3 separate regions of the Sus scrofa genome follow, and all the other regions are linked to region 3. Evidence: chromatin contacts called from public Hi-C data. All regions are on one chromosome and are shown on one strand. The core of a region is the stretch at or near the end of the contact, and the rest is flanking DNA. Distances in the headings are between cores, read along the strand shown. Region 1 holds the start of HABP4 (hyaluronan binding protein 4). Region 2 holds the start of CDC14B (dual specificity protein phosphatase CDC14B). Region 3 holds the start of CTSV (cathepsin V).

Region 1 (3,448 bases), core at 939-3,438, 430 kb after region 3:
AATCCAGTTTAAAGCATCTAAATTTAGAAAAAAAGGAAATAGTTTTGTGCGTTTATGTAAAGGCAAGCTGTTAACGCTAAGAAAAATATGGGATTTTCACTTCATATATTTCTTAATTGTTTAAGATTTTAATAAAATGCATGGCATTTTTAAGAGTAAAAAGGTTAAAAAGCAATATTTTGACCGAGAACTAAATTCAGTTTTGCACTAAAGATAAAACACATATTTTCATTTGTTAAAAAAATAAAGCTTAGCCTTTCTCAATTTTCATTATTATGATAGTTATTGCAATAGATTTCAGAGAAAAAATAGAACATAATACTAAATGTACACTATATCTCGTCTCATTGTTTTAAATAGGCTCATAAATGTACTGGCCTACCAAGGGGTCTCAGGATAGCCAATAGTATTTCAAATAATTTTCTTTTTAATCTTCTCTATGATTGTCTATATAAGCTTTACTACAGTGACTTAATTTTCTGATTCTCAAGAGATACTGCCCGATTAAACTTCGCACAGATAAAGGGAAACATTACCTAGTTGCAAGACGCAAAGCCCCAACGCTGAAATCAGGAGTTGTTCACTTAGGGCTGGGCTGCACACTTTTTATCAAGCAAGGAACAAGCCAGTAAAGCCCAGTGGAATACACTGCCAAACACTGGCTCGGATGGTCTTAACACTCTTTTTTTGGGAAACCTTAGCACCAAATGCCTTCGAGTCCTAGAAGAAACAGGGGGAGTCCTGGAGACTTTGCCACTGATGCAGTTCAGGTGAGAAAGGACACTTGGGCACCCACCATCCCTGAATGCAGACAGTAGTATACCATTGCACTGGCCGTTCTGGCTAAGCAGGTTGTGGGGAACTTTGAATATTCGTGTTGAAAAAATTAAAAACGCTCTTCTTAAGGCAGTCAGAGTTAATCACAAGTTACACAACCCATCAACACTGCTTGCTGCCTTGAAAACGTACCGGACGACTGCTGGAAGCTATCCTAAGAAGGATGGGTGAAGGCACAGAACTTGGAAGGCGCCGGGGACCCCGCGGCCACCCCCGCCGCATTCCGCTGGCGGCCCTGACGTCACAGCCCGCCCCCGCGGTCACTCGGGCCTTCCCTCCATCACAGAGGATCCAGCCCCTCACCCCGGAGATCCTTCACACGTCCCGGGCTCTCGCAGCCACTCCCAAAGGGCCGGGTTGCGCCCTTCTCCATCCTCCTTAAGAGGGGCGCTCCTCTCCCCTTCCCACCACCCTTTTCTTTCTACCTCCCGATGAGAATCTTGCAGAGGTTAGGCTGGAGGATGGAGAAGGTCCCGGCTAGTTCTATATTTGAGAGCCCCAGGGCAGCGACCCCAGTGTTCGCCCCTACACCTCAACCCCAGAAATAGTCCTCAACTTTGGCCAACTTGTAAAGGCTCAGCCGCAGGGTTTTGAAACCCCCTATTCCAAGCTTGCACTCTCCCTTGCCCCCAGAAGGGACTAAAAAAGGCCAGAAGTGGCGTGACACCCCCGATTCCCGTCCTTTCCCCCACCTTCCTGGGCCACAAGGACCCTCAACTCCAGCCAACTCTTTCCAGAGCCCCTTGCTCTTTCTGAACAGGTTCCAGGGACCCCAGTCTCGCAGCGGGGGATCGTGAGGGAGCTGAGGAAGGGTGACCTCCTTGACCCCATTCTCCTTTCCCTCCTGCCCACCGCGCCCACCACGGGCCGCCCAGGTGCCGGGCGGGGCGCACGTACCAGGCGGCTGCGGGCCGCCCCCGGGGCTGTCCGGCTGCTGTGCGCCGGGGGCCGGGAGGCTCTTGCGCTCCTTCTGGGACTCCCTCCGGCCGCCGCCCGCGCCGGGTCTGTGGCCCGAAGCCCCAGCCGGGCTCCTGCCACCGCGGTTGCCGGTCCCCGCTGCCACCGCCGCCGCCGCCTCGTCGCGCCTCTTGCGCTGCAGCTGCTGCTGGCGCCGGCGCTCGGCCTCGCGCAGGATGTCGAACGGGTCTGACTCGTCGTCCAGCAGCTGGTGGAAGCGGTTGGCCACTACGCAGCCGAAACTCTCCTGCATCACGGCGCCTGCGGCGGCCGCGGCCACAGGACTCCCCAGAGCGCCCTTCATGCCGCCGCGGCCACTGCGGGCCCGCCGAGGGCAGCCCACGCGAGCAAGTCTCAACGAAGCCGGCGGCGAGGACCCATCCTACCCGCAGCTACTGCCCTCCCTGCCCTGCCCAGTCCCGTCCCTCCCAGCGCCCGCCCCCGCGCCGCCGCCGCCGCCCGCCCAGCCGCTACCAGACAGCCAATCAGCGCACGCGGACACGCCCCCTTTCCTAGCCGGCACGACTGGAAACCCAATCAGCGACTGGCTGCTGTCACGTCATGCGACCTCTATGCCCCGCCCCACGACTCGGCAGGGAGGGGTGGGGCCCAAGGGGCGGAGCTAGGCAGCTGGGCTATGAGGGTGGATCCTAGCCATTATTTGCGTTCTCCCTGAATTCATCATCGGCCACTCTTCTTTGAAGTTTATATATTGGTTGAGCCATTCAACAACTACACAGTGGACACTATATGTGCCAGACATTATGTTGTAGGAGATATTAGCTCCTTGTTTTCGTGGATCTTACAGTCTATAGGCAGAAAAGTGCTCTAAAAGAAAGGCCCATACTTCTCTATGATCCTATAGCAAAGGGACCTGACCTAATTAAGAAGCCTGAAAAGACTTTCCCTGGGAAATGATGGTTAAGCTGAGATCTGAAGGATGACAAGGGCCAGGAGCAAAGGCAAGTCCTGGAATCTTGAGCTGGGGTGAAGCACAACCCATTCAAACTCAGTGAACCAGTTTGCAGAGTTAGGGGAGGGCCTGACTGGTGAGGTATAGGCATGTGGTGCAAATCTGGCAGAACAAACCGTGGGTGAGTCTTCCGGAGGATTTCTTGGAGGAACATTTTTCTGGTACCTAAAAAGGGTTGGGAAGGGATCTGTCATCTTTCCACTTCTGTTTTTTGGTCCATGTTATGTGAGGGGGACATGATGCTTGGAGTTGCTGGCCCTTATTGTGACAGTGAGGGTGGCAGAGCAGAATGATGGAGAAAACCTTGTTCCTTGATGATGTGCTGCTGCTGACTTAACCACGGTCCGGAATCTACCTGCCTCAGACTTATTCTGTAAGACAGCAAATGCCATTATTGTTTAAACTAGTCTTCGTTATACTTGTTTCTTGTATCCAAAAGCATTCTGCTACAGCATCTTGCTTAGGTGGGTCATTACCAGCTTTTGCTGTCCTTTAATAGCAAATGGAAAAAGAACTCTTAATCCTAAAACTGCTGCCAGGTCTGTGTTTTACTCACTTATTCAATTTTCTGTCATTCACAAGGAGTAGGACAGGGATGATGTCTGTCGTATTCATTGCAACTTATATCCCCAGTGCTTAGCATTCTAGGTAGCTGTACAGTAGGTTCTCAGGAAATATTTG
Region 2 (3,152 bases), core at 388-2,887, 270 kb after region 3:
TTGCTCTTATGGATAACCTGAAGACTTTTTTTTTTTTTTTTTTTTGGATTTAATTTAAGGCCTTCATTGATTTCCTTATGGAAAAAGGGAAGAATGAAATGAGGACCTAGCTTCCGGTCTAAAAGTCAGAGCCCCAGTTCCAGACTGTTCAAATGCCTCCCTCAGGCAGAGCCCTCTTTTCTCCAGCCTCCATTCCTCAATTAGCAGTGCTTAAGGTAAAGGCCTTCAACAATAAAAGTCAAATAGCCCCTCCGGGAGGTACTCCATCAAAATCTGCATTTCTGAAAGGCTTCCCAGGAGACTGATTCAAATTCTTCCTTCTAGAGGCTGGCTGTAATTGTGGAAAGTGCTGGTGAAAATTGGGACTAGGTGGCTAGAAGTAGAATTTTGGGGTCTAAAATCTAGATACTGCCCACCGGTCTTCTGACACTTTTCTATGCCGCCACGGATATTTGTTCGAAGCAAAGACCCTTCAAAATGTTAGTCTTGGTTAAATTCTAGAAAGATCTGTCATTATTTTAACTCAGTAGGAAAAAGAAAAAAAAAAAAAAAAAGGAGATTGATTACTTGTTTCAATACTTCACCGACTGGACCTGTCAATACCTTAGGTAAGAAAAACATAGCAACTGGTGTATGAAACTACTGAGTCAATCCCGGTACAGGATTCCAAGATGACGAACTTCGAAGTGCAAACCATTGTAGTATATCGTGTTTCTATGGTAGTTTTATCGACTCCTTAAGAAGCTCTTGCTTGGACTATTTGAATCCTGGGCATAGGTCACTAAAAAGAGCGTAGCTGATTTAAATAGTTCCTAAATTCTGAAATCAACTCCACCTTAAGTCTACATAACAGCGGACAATTCACTAAGTCCATTCTCTTTTCCAAGCCAGCCGCCATGGCACGAGCCCCTTTGACTTGGAGCGATACAGACGGAAAACCAAGAAATACCTTAAAAAAATATACACGCCAAAGAACCGCAGTTAAGTTACTAGGGTAGAGGCTGTGTAAAGCGTTGATGACTCACTAAAGGAAGTTTGAAACTGGGGTCTTGGCATTCTGGGAACATAGAAGAAACAGAAGTTAGAGGGCTTGCGGAGGGTCGCGAGTGCACTTTTATCTTTGATTGGCGGAACCACTCAGACTTTTCTTTATGGCGTCACCGGCTACCTGCCTGTAGAAAAGCTCCGTCTCCGTGACGTCACGACTCACTGACCAATGAAAGGACTCAGTCTGCGGGCCCCGAGGAGGGTTGTGGGCCCTTTTTTGTGAATGAAGCTCCACGGAACAGCCCTCCTGGGGTCCCTGGGAGCCGCGGCCCGCTGTGCTCGGGCGCCTCGGCAGCAGCGTCTGCAGCTGCGGTGGGCGCGCGCGGTTACCCCGGGCAGCCCCTGGCGCCGGCCGCAGCACCGTCGCCTCCGCCGCGCCAGCGGGCAGCGGGCACCTGGGGGCGGGCTGGGGGGCGCCCGCAGCAGCAGCAGCAGGAGGCGCTATACCAAGGGCTGCGGCGCCGGTCCCGCGGCGGCCGCAGGAGGGAGCGGGGCAGGCGCGGTGGGCCCGGCCCCTCCTCCGGCTCCTGCGCGGCCACCCGCGCCGGGCTCCGCCGTCGCCGCAGCGCCCCTCCGCGCCCGCCGCCCCGAGCGCCCGCGCGCGGGGCTGGCGGGGGCTTTGGCGGGCTAGCGGGCGCGCGGGGCCATGGTCGTGGTCCCCTGACGGGCCGCGGCCGCCTCCATGAAGCGGAAGAGCGAGCGGCGGCCGAGCTGGGCCGCCGCGCCCCCTTGCTCGCGGCGGTGTTCGTCGTCCTCGCAGGGAGTGAAGAAGAGCCGCAGCTCCACGTCGCAGGAACTGCACAACCTGGACCAACGGGACGACCTGTACCTGGACATCACCGGTGAGCCAGCGAGCGAGCGAGCGCACGGTGGGCCGCCTCGGACACGCGGCACCCGGCGCGGGGGTCCTAGCCCACCCACCCAGGCGGTATAGGCGCCTCCTGGGGCCCGACTGACACGCCTCCACCCCCCACCCCATAAAAGCCCCAGCCGGCCACACCCCCTTCAGGAGCCGGGCTCTCTGGGAGCGCCCGCCTACCCCGAGTTTCCATCTGCGTTTGCTGCGATCTGTAACTTTATCCGTTTTGCACCCTCCTACCCCAGCCAAGATGGCCCGAGGGTCACCTTTCTAAATGGCTGGCGTCAGCTCGGCGCCTCCGGCTTTTCCTAAATCCAAGTTGATAACGCCTCCCAGGTTGGAAGGTCGGTTGGCCCTTAACAAGAGTCTGAACCTCCGAGTCACTCCCAAAGGATTCCCCGAGCGCGCTGAACTCGCCTGCACGGGAGCTGCCTTGTTTATTTGGCGTTTGCCAAGCCTCCGCTGCTCTGTGGGAAATGGAGTCCCTCCCGCCTGGGGCGGCGTTCCCCGGCCCGGCCGGGGAGCCTGATCCTTGCCCTGGTCCTCAAGGCACTTGCCCCCTCCCCAGTGCGCGCACGAGCACTGCCCAGACCCTCCTGGGGAAAATTCCCTTGCCTTGCTTCTGGAAGGAATGTGTCACGTTGATGGCTTTTGAATCGGTCAGCGTGCCGAATGCTCAGAGTTGTCACTTTTGAGAAATAGCAGGTAGAAAAGCAGCCGTTTGATAGATGCCTTATTATTAGTGCTGATTGTACAATTCCTGAAAATGTAATAAATCCAGTTTGGGAGCTGTGGGGTTTGCCAGGATTGACACTGAGGACTGTGAAGGCATTAAATATGAGGATGTATGTGGTAAGGCTTTGTAAACAGCACAGCTGTCTACAATTTTGAGGGATTTTGCAGTCTGTTTTCGTGTGGCGCGGAATGTGGAAACCTCGGTGTGTGGGATTTTTATAAACTGTTTCCCGCCCTTAGCCTTTGCTAAAACCAGGTGAGCTGGAGCGGTCAGGACATTAATTTAGAAAGTGTTCAAACACAGAATTTTAGTAGAAATTATTTTCTAAGTGGATGGACAGTGGGACACAGAAGGTCCATTTTGCAGAAAGCTGAGAGTAGAGTGGAAGGTGCCTCGGCGTTGAGTGGATGGCCCTTGGGAACCGAGGAGGGAGGCAAGAAGGCCTTAAATACGTGTCTCTGGGGGCACCTGCCCGGGTGTCCCGTAGCGCCTGGCGCCGTGGTAGCTGAA
Region 3 (3,507 bases), core at 385-2,884:
CAAAAGGCATCTCTGCAGCAACCAACTCAAAACAGGACTTCCTGAATGGCTACAAACTTCTTATTTCTGCTTCCATTTGCAGGACAAACCAGAGAAATCCAAATATTCTCCCCAAACCAATCACACAAGATGTTCCATTTCTAGTTAACCCTCCTCCAGCTCCCTCATAACAGTTTCAAATCAGGGCTTATGGAAAAGTCAGTTTTTTCCTTATAAAGCTTTTCTTCACCCTCCTCATAGCAAGTTGTTCCCACGTGGTTGGTCTTCCTTTACTTCCAAGTGTGACAGCCAATGACTAATCCTAAAAAAAAGAAGAAAAAAAAAATCTCCAGCCATATGCAATACAATGTATTTTTGTAACCACATGAGAATTTCATGCTCCTAGTTGTGTTTGAGAGGAAAGAGATTCTACTTCAAAGGGGATAAAATATGAATTTTAATAAGTTGATTTTTACAAAGACTATTCATGTGTGCCTCTACAAAAGTTATCAACTTAATTTTAACTAAGAGTTTACAGATCGACATGCACTGTGATTCTATTTTTTGTTATATAAATATCCCTAGAACAGAGTTAATGGGGGAGGGGAAGTGAGTGTTTATTTTCTAAAACATATTTTCTATAACGAATGTTTCTTACATAACTTTAAAAAGTAAAGTTCCTGATTAAACTCCTTAAATCTTTAGCTCTAGTTTTTCCTCCATCTAAAAGATGTCTTCAAGCCAGTTAAATCTAAACCCTGACATTAAATGTGACTAAACTACTTTAAAAAAAAAAAAAATGTACCTTTCCTGTATCTCAAGAGAAGCACTTTGGATACTAAGGAAGACTTAATGATCCAAAATACAGAGGGAAGAAATGCGGTTTATGCCCTTTCTCAAACACTCGTCTCCCCTTTTTATTAAGCCAAATTTTCCTGGAAATAACTCGTTTTTGTTGGTTTTGAGAAAGGACTGAAAGGCGAGAAGAATCCCCCACTGGGGAGGACAGGAACAGGGCATTGCAAAATGCCACGACTTCCCTGCGAAGGTCCCCTTTCCCTCCTCCTGGGATTTGGGCCACGATCAACGCGTTCTTGTGTTTTAAAACACTGTAATTCCGCTTGGATTCTCCTCAATCCCGCGGGCTCAGCACCCCTCCGCCCCGCCCCACCTGTGCTGTGAAGCGGCAATCCCTAGACTAGACAGTTCTCAGCCCCGCCGCAGATTTTCACCCCAAACTGTAAGACTAAAGGAAGCGCAGGGTTACGCTCAAAGTCCACTTGGGGGTTCCTCTTAAGCGTCTTTTCGTGAACGAGCGCCAAATTCGAGGTAATTAGTTGATCTGGATCCCTAGGGAGGCGCTGGACATCCCCCCCGCCCCCCCCCACACACACACACCCCCACCGACTCCTCAGCGCTGCCCAGAGGCCCCCAGCTCTACTCTTCGGTTCAGGACAAAAGGCACGCAGCCAGGCCTCCCCTGGAACAGGTTGGGACACGGCGGCGTCACGCGCCGGGAGTACTCACTCCCGGAGGCCCCGCCTACTTGCCAGATCAGCCAATCGCGGCGCAGGCAGGCGGTGGGGGCGGGGCCGGGCGGGCCGCAACCCCGGGTCTTAAAGGCTGAGTCAGGCGCGACCCGGCCAGAACCTCGAGCCACCGCCAACTTAGGAGAGATACGTACGTCCGTGGAGTGCGCCTGCGTAGCGGTGGAAGCCGCAGGTCAGCGACCCAGTTCGGGGCCGAGGCGGGTACAGAACCGGGACTGGAGGAGGGGCTATCCAGGGATTCCGGAGAGGGGGCAGGCGCGACTCCCGGGAACGCCATCGTCTGCCCGCCTCAAGTTGATGAGGCTGGGTCGGCGCTGCCTCGAGCTTTGGCAGCCTTGGGGTGGGGAAGGGGGAAGGGCGATTTGGGGAAATCCAGGGCGGAGCTGAGACCACCCGAGGGTCCCTAGGCCGGTCAGCCTCGGGGAGGAGATGGGCGCAAGTCTGTGTTGGTCGCGGCAGTCTGTCCCCCCCGCCCCCCCGAATGCTGGGCTGTAGGGCCCGTCGCTCCCTGTATGAGTAAACATTTTCTGGAAGTGGCGGGCGTGTGCGGAGGGCTGGGAGCAGGGCGGCACGCCTCTGGCCTGGCCCCTCCTGTAGCAGGCTTGCGGGCTCAGCCGGGTTCTCTGAGCCCCGGGTGAGTCTGGCCCTGTTCCGACGGGCCATACTGGGTGCTCTGAGTTCCGTCTGCCACAGGATCGCTGGGTTTGGGGGCGAGGGAGGGGGTGGGGGCTACATACGACAAGGATAGGCACGGTGGAGCGCTGGGCACATTCTCTGCCCGCATTCTCCTGGGAAGGGAGGAGACTGGGAAGGCCTTCCAAAAAAGGTTTCAAATAAAATAGAGCAGATTCAATGGCATATCTCACCCCTGCCTTACGTGAGTTCGGAGGAAACTCTTGGGGACCAGGCCCCTACTTAGGATCAGGCATCCTAATAAATAAAATTCCTGGGTCACCTTGGTACCTTCAGTAAATAACATGGATCAATGATTTCTTAGTTTTTACCTTAAAATTCCGACCCATAAGGTACACCAGAAACCCTTATCAAAACCTAAAAATTATCGTTGTACTCATAGTGAAGTCTCTTTCAGTTCCTATAGCATTTGTTAGCCAATTTTTCCTTTTGATGGCAGAATTAAATACCTATACTTTGTAAGTCTTGGACCTGGTTATTCTCCCCTGATATCCTTAGCCTTCTTCCACAGACCTTCCATAAATATTTGAGAAGATCATTTAAATGTTTTACTCCAACATAGTGGCTCTATAATATCTCAAGAGAAAGTAGGACAGCTTTTTTAAAGGATTGATCTCATCAAATACTAATTTCTTTTCCTTCCCTAGGTTTTTGAAACATGAAACCTTCACTCTTCCTGACCGCCCTTTGCTTGGGAATAGCCTCAGCTGCTCCAAAACTTGATCAAAATTTAGATGCAGACTGGTACAAGTGGAAGGCAACACACGGGAGACTCTATGGCATGGTTGGTAACATGTAAAAGGGAGCCCACCGAGAATAGTTCATGCTTTTGGAGTTTGTAGCCAGAGAGTATTTCTGGAGGTTAGCTTTTTCCAAAGCCGTAACTTAATGGCACCTATTTCTGAACACAGCATGGGCGTATTTCCCTATGTCAGAGCTTGGAGAACAGCTTCCAGAAGTATAAATACATCCCTGATGATAGTTTTCCTTCTTCTCTGTCTACAAATCCACTTGGTGAGCATGGGTTGAATTTGAAGTAGAAGTAAAAATGATCATTGCCTCTAGAATGAAGAAGGATGGCGGAGAGCCGTATGGGAGAAGAATATGAAAATGATTGAACTGCACAATCAGGAATACAGCCAAGGGAAACATGGCTTCAGCATGGCCATGAATGCCTTTGGTGACATGGTGAGTATGGCCTGAGTTGCTGAACTTTGTGTGCTTCCTCTGCTCTGTACTTTAGCACAATAACCTCTTGCTTTTTCAACCTTTTATTTACTTGTCC

The links. Hi-C and Micro-C count contacts between places; a contact is called where the count stands out from the background.
Region 1: a Hi-C map of liver shows a contact between it and region 3, with 3 times the contacts expected there. The contact joins the promoter of HABP4 here to the promoter of CTSV in region 3. A contact is called at or near these places in 3 of 47 Hi-C or Micro-C datasets (heart right ventricle, liver and mesenteric adipose tissue).
Region 2: a contact with region 3 is called in a Hi-C map of skeletal muscle, with 4 times the contacts expected there. The contact joins the promoter of CDC14B here to the promoter of CTSV in region 3. A contact is called at or near these places in 1 of 5 promoter capture datasets (fetal liver) and 2 of 47 Hi-C or Micro-C datasets (heart right ventricle and skeletal muscle).

The regions. Positions count from the first base shown.
Region 1 is chr10:25,633,812-25,637,259 of Sscrofa11.1, forward strand. HABP4 (hyaluronan binding protein 4) reads right to left here and starts at 2,189. Exons shown (of 8, transcript NM_001244681.1): 1 at 1,735-2,189. The coding sequence starts at 2,098.
Region 2 is chr10:25,470,339-25,473,490 of Sscrofa11.1, forward strand. It overlaps CDC14B (dual specificity protein phosphatase CDC14B), which reads left to right and starts at 1,638. Exons shown (of 15, transcript XM_021064578.1): 1 at 1,638-1,889. The coding sequence starts at 1,730.
Region 3 is chr10:25,200,763-25,204,269 of Sscrofa11.1, forward strand. It overlaps CTSV (cathepsin V), which reads left to right and starts at 1,635. Exons shown (of 8, transcript NM_213892.1): 1 at 1,635-1,701; 2 at 2,870-3,006; 3 at 3,288-3,410. The coding sequence starts at 2,881.